Linked DNA regions of Rattus norvegicus: region 1 is linked to region 2. The links are chromatin contacts, called in public Hi-C maps. All regions are on one chromosome and are shown on one strand. The core of a region is the stretch at or near the end of the contact, and the rest is flanking DNA. Distances in the headings are between cores, read along the strand shown.

Region 1 (3,133 bases), core at 509-3,008, 56 kb after region 2:
CATGACTTTAGTTTACTACTCTCTTGAAATTGGTGGGTGTTAACAGTCACCTGTGTCAGTGTCCTAGGCATGACACATCCTAGTGATGTTACCACTTCAGAGCGTTAATGAGTGCGGGAAAACAGTCTTAGAGATTCCTTCTAATTGTTTCGGTGAAATCTACTAAAATTTGACTGGAAACAAGTGCGGTGCTTTGGGATTTGCCATCATAACTTCCTATTTACACCCTGAGGGACATCTACGGACCGCACTCCCACCCTGTCCGTCACCTGCCATTTCTCGGCACACTCAGCATACAGGGCCCCGTCGGCACAGTGTCTCACAAAGATGTCGCTGTCTCTAACCCTCTTCTCCATTCATCCCCGAGCAGGTGTGTCAAGGGTGCCACAATGCCATCGACCCGGAAGTGCAGCGAGTGACGTACAATAACTTCAGCTGGCACGCGTCCACGGAGTGCTTCCTCTGCTCCTGCTGCAGCAAGTGCCTGATCGGGCAGAAGTTCATGCCTGTGGAAGGGATGGTTTTCTGTTCTGTGGAGTGTAAGAAGATGATGTCCTGAGTGAACACCAAGCAGTATTGAGCCATAGCTGTCTACAGTGGCCTGCATTTCATGATAAACTGCAGTTTAAAAAAAAAATAAAAAATAAAAGGAAAAAAAAAAGCTACATAACGAACCGGAAGATTTTGTCCAATATTTTTCTCTTTTTAACCATTATGAATTTTGTCTGTCTTATTTTTAAATGACTGCTTTAAGCGCATGATTTAAAAAAAACAGTAAAGAATTATAGCTTTTATTTCTGCACATTAAATATTTGAGTTGGAAGCTTGAATTTAATCAATCCTTATAACCGCATACTCCTAGTGCTAGATATATTATATATATATATATATATAAAATCACTTAAAATTAGTGTCCTGGGAGAGATGAACATTTTAACTTCCATGCTTGTCCCCCATGGGAAATGTAAAGGAAGTTACAACCGCCTGTCGAGCGGTTTGATGATGGTGACGTCAGCTCAGTGAGGAGTTCCTTGTGGCAGGCAGTGTGGTCCACGTTGGGTGTTCCAGTGCCTAAGCCTTTGCATCCCCCATGGAGGCAGAGGGGCCTCTCCCTCCTGCATCTCTCTCTGGTTACTTTACCTCTCAGTATCCTCTTTTGTCATCTAGCGACCTCCATCTGTGGCCTTGAATATTTTATATGTATGTGGTTAGGACAATATGTGCACTTTGCTCTTAGAGATTTTTTTTTTTTGTTTTTTTGTCCAGAAGATAAAAGTAGGCCATTCATTTAATTTTTTTGAAACCCAAAGAATATATAGGTTTTGTACCCAGGGAATTATAACTCATGCTGATGTCACCTTAATGCCATGCCTTGACTCAGTTGTTTGCATGATTTCCAATGTTACCAGATGGATACTCTCTTGTGCTACCTCTGAGCTTGCTATAGACACAAAGGCTGTCTTCTTTGCCTGTGCACGCGCATCCTTGGGTATTTTTTAATGTTTTCCGTGTATGCTTTCATACATAACTATGCACTATAAATATTAAATGGAATGACTTATATGATATTGAAAATAAAGCCTCTTTCACTTTAATAATGGTCTTCCTATGTCCTTTTTGTTGAGTGGAAAAATCCTTCTGCAGTTAAGTATCGTGTACAGCAGGGGGCGCTGTCTCCAAGAGCAAAAAATTCCCCTGACAAAAGTAAAGGCAGCTGCTGATCCAGCAGACAGATTGGATTTCTCATTGCAGACAAAGAGAGAGTGGTTTCATAAAGATTTAAACCAGGACTTTCTAGTAATTCTTAGGTCATTCAGGAGCCTGTCATTCTTTTAGTTAAACTTTAAACGAGTCAAGTGTTTCATTTCTTTGTTGTTTTGAGAAGAAATTTTTTTTTCTGTTTTTTTTTTCCTTCTTTTTGCGACGGTGTCTCACTAGGTAGCCCAGGCTAGCCTACTTCACACGCTCAGTTCTGCATTAGACTCCCAAGTTTTAAGATTTCAAGTGTGCCCCATTGTGCCTAGCTATAAATAGGATCTTATAAATTTTCCTAGGTGTTTTTTGGGCTGGATTCTAGATTATTAGCGGACTCTGGGGAGTGTGTGTGTGTGTGTGTGTGTGTGTGTGTGTGTGTGTGTGTGTTTCTTCAATCTGAAACTGGGTTGGTTGTTTTCTTTTGAGATAGGGTCCCATGTATCTTAGGATGGCTCAAAACCACTACAAGACAAAATGACCTTGAACTTCTGATCATCTTCAAGTCTTTCTCTAAGTGCTGGGATTGCACCAGTGTACCCTAGATTTATGCTGTCTCTTGGTTGGACTCAGAGTTTTGTGCATGCTGGGCACACATCCTGCATATTGCACCCCCACCAAGTGAATTTTTGTGTCTTAGTAAGTTTAGTTTTTCTGACACATTCTCAGGACGTTTGGTTTGGGTTTTTTTTTGTTTTGTTTTGTTTTTAGTTACTGTTGAGTACTGCGCTGTTGGTGTAAGAAGCACACACACGCACGTGCGCGCGAGCGCGCACACACACACACACACACACACACACACACACACACACACACATGGAGTAAGTACATAAGTACTTACAAGTACAAGCACACTGCGTCCCCTCTGCTTTCTGGTTCCTCCATGGTGAGAAGTACCTTTGTAGTTTGAGCACACAGAGCAGTGTTGACACTATCCTGGTGAGATACACATCACTCTACTCTTTGCCTTGGTTTGCCTTAAATAGTAGCACATACTTTCCAGTCCATTTTGACTATGAAGTTTAATACTTTTCCCCGACATTGGCAAAGTGAGCCTAAAGCGGAATGGACTCTTCACACCACCACAGTCATCCTGGCTGTCCCTATGGCTAAGACAGAATAAGGCTGGCACTAAGCGTCATTCACTAAGAGAACAATTACATGTATCTATCATGGAACAATAAAGGTGGGCGTGGTGTAGATCCACCAGGCCTGGCTCTCCCCTCAGAAGTTCTTTTGTCCTCGTAGTACAAGGTCATGGCCTCCTTGGCTCAAAAGTGCTCAAGATACTTGGACATGTCTGTTGTTAGCTGATGACCTTGTTTGCCTCCGTTGCTGTGATAAACATCAGTACCATAAACAGTTCCAGGAGGGGGACATT
Region 2 (2,933 bases), core at 429-2,928:
GAGTATTTTTCTGCTTATACAGATCAAACAGATAAGCAGTAGGCTTCCTATCTATTTCATGCCTGGAAACACCATGACTGATTAGCCAGTACCAAAGGTCTGATGAGTCATGACATTATAAATTTCACCTCTCCTGTGCTGGCCATTATAGGCTATGTCAATATGTCAGCATGGTTTTGTCTATGCTGTCCATTATAATAACTACGGTCACCTTGTCTCAGGTGACTCAACACTGCCACCTGGCTCTTGTTACCTCGGGGCCCAATTAAACCCACTGCATTTAATTCATCTAATTGAGCAGCAGCATCTCTAACCCTAAGGTCTGGCACAAGGAAAAGGGTAAGAACAAAACTCTTAAAATGGGATTTGTGAAGGGCATATCTCCTGGGCCTTCCCATTGTGGAGGATTAGGTTTTACACAGCACATCCACTCTAGCATTGCAATTTCCATGAGCCTTAAAATCCCTTTGTCAACACTAAGCCAAGGATATCAGGCTTCTCCAACTCTGTTTAAGTAGGCCATTGTTGGATAAATGCTTCCGCCAACCATTCAAACAGACTTCTGACACCTTTTTTTGTTTTTAACTGTGCGAGCTTCCATATTAAACCTAGAATCTCCACTCAGAGGGCCCATGTCAATAAACTCAGCCTGATCTAGTTTTATGTCCCTTCCACCATTATTCCACACCCTTAAAATCCATTCCCACCCATATTCCCCAGACTTCTGCTTGAACGAATTAGCAAACTCATTAAGCTCCTTAGTAATGTAGCGCATTTTCTCACAGACTACACTTTCTACCTCCTGTCTAGGGGCGTGTTTTGCCCTGAGTCTGGTTATGGGTCTAGAAGAAACTATTGGTGGGCCTTGAGAAACATCAACATCGTCTTGTCTGGAATTTTCTTCTTCGAAAGTCACTGCTGGTTTATCAGACTCTGAGGGATTAATTTCCTCATGTGAAAGAGGCATTATATTCAAGGGCTGGGGCTGAGGGTACTACTTCCTCCGGTGGAGGACTGGAGAGGCCTTGAGATCCCACCTCGGGCCCCCAGATGGCGCCCTTCACCTTCCTTGCACCACGGCAGCTTCCGAATGAGCCCCTGGTTCGCGCACACGTTAGACTAAGTTATGGTTACTGGTTCTGGTTACTTTGGATCTGGATCTGCTGCTGCTTCTTTTGTAGTAAGAAACCCTCTACTTAAAGATGAGGACGTTCAACTCATTCCTTTAACAGAATGAAGAATGTTTAAGAAATGTGATCTGATGATTGGACTACACTCGAGAACTCTAAATAAAATTGTAAAACTAAACTATAAATGAACTAGCGAGATAAATTAAAAAAAAATAAACAATGACTTCAGAACAAAACCAAATCCAAGATGTTAAAGGCCTTCATTAAGAAGTGACTCACCCAATATTAACACAACATGACTCAGAGACACTGCATCCCAAGGACCCTGGGTGTGCTTTGTAGAGAATTTGTGTTGAAAAGAGAGGGTTTCTAAGAACAGAAAGGGTTTCTGAGATTATTAAATGTGCTGATCCATGAAAGCCTCACACTGGAAACGCAGCGAGGAAAGGATAATCCGGAAGAGGCTTTTGTGATCGTGACTTGGACCCAGTAGAATTATATGCAAACACACAGGAAGTTCACAAGGTTTCAGAAGTAATTATATCGGCAAGGACTGAAAGGGACTGAGTCACTGTGAGACCACAGAGGACTTTGAACCCCTGGCTTCTGAAGTCAGGAAGTAAGGGAATGAGAATTGGCGAACTTTCGATAGACAAAGAATGACTCAGACAGGAGGTAGAAAGATTGCAGGAGCCAGGTGGAATGGATGGCACCCAGGAAATAGTGTCTTCCAGACGCAGCAGGACTGATGCCCATATGAGCTCACAGACACTGTGGCAGCGTGTGCAGGGCCCACACAGGTTAATGCAGACTGGTCTGAGGGCTGAGATGTCAAGCAGACAACAGTTCCCATTCCTAACCAAAAAACTATCTCCAGTGGACAGCTGTCTGCGAAGGAACGATTAGTTTTCTCCACTGCACTACCCCATGCACAATAGTAAATATCCAACCCAAAATGGACACAATCGTTCTTTTTCTTGTATGTTGTGATTTTCTGATGCTGTGCTTAGGGGTTTAGTTTTATGTCTTTTTCTTATCTATTTATTTATTTATTTTATTTGTTTGTTTATTTATTTATTTACTGCCTGCTTTTTGTTTTAGCAAGGTCCTAGAGTTGGGTGGGTGGGTGGGTGGGTGAGAAAGAGGGGAGGAGTTGGGAGGAGTTGGGGGAGGGAAAACCATGAGAACATATTTTTTTTCCAATTAAATCAAAAATGCTCGGAAGGTTGGACCAATATCCTGAAGAACACTATCTAAAATGCAGTAAGAGGTGCTAATTAAGAAGGGGCCTACTGCCTGCTGGGTTTCAGAACTGCTACAGAGCAGCGATTGTTGTACCCACTCTTGCAAGCAGATGTGTGTGTGTGTGTGTGTGTGTGTGTGTGTGTGTGTGTGTGTGTGTGTGTGTGTGTGAAGGACAGATGACTTTCGGTTTTAATTCAGTGCCTATCAGATCAGGAATAATCACATTCAAAGAGCCACAGCTAATTAACCACACCAGAGGAGAACCATCTACGCCCAGACTTGACTTAGATGTCACATATTGGGATTTGAGGTTCGGAAATGTAAGGAACTTAAAACGTAAATGTCACTGTATTTGACATTCAGGAGGAATGGGAGCTTCTGTGTTTACAGTTGAGGTGGTGGAAGGTCACATTTCTCCTATTCCTTCACAGTGCAGTCATCAGACTGAGGCAGGGGACTTTGTCTTCTCCCCTGAAACATGTGCAGATCTCTATGAACATCTCAAACAACAAAACAGGAGAGACGAGGCAATATGGGGAGGAGGAAACAGACCATAAG

What was found. Hi-C and Micro-C count contacts between places; a contact is called where the count stands out from the background.
Region 1: a Hi-C map of the A7r5 cell line shows a contact between it and region 2, with 4 times the contacts expected there. The contact joins two enhancer-like sites. A contact is called at or near these places in 9 of 12 Hi-C or Micro-C datasets (the A7r5 cell line, Schwann cells, frontal cortex and 5 more).

What each region holds. Positions count from the first base shown.
Region 1 is chr4:46,368,188-46,371,320 of GRCr8, forward strand. Tes (testin LIM domain protein) reads left to right here. Exons shown (of 7, transcript NM_001039344.2): 7 at 371-1,595. The coding sequence ends at 559. Among named protein-coding and RNA genes, the nearest start is that of Tes, 38 kb to the left of the region's middle. Within about 2 kb of position 1,759, at least 4 of the 93 cell types and tissues checked have an H3K27ac peak or open chromatin away from gene starts, as enhancers often do. A contact at or near this core is called in the A7r5 cell line, where this site is marked.
Region 2 is chr4:46,312,058-46,314,990 of GRCr8, forward strand. No RefSeq gene overlaps it. Among named protein-coding and RNA genes, the nearest start is that of Tes, 18 kb to the right of the region's middle. Within about 2 kb of position 1,679, at least 8 of the 93 cell types and tissues checked have an H3K27ac peak or open chromatin away from gene starts, as enhancers often do. A contact at or near this core is called in the A7r5 cell line, where this site is marked.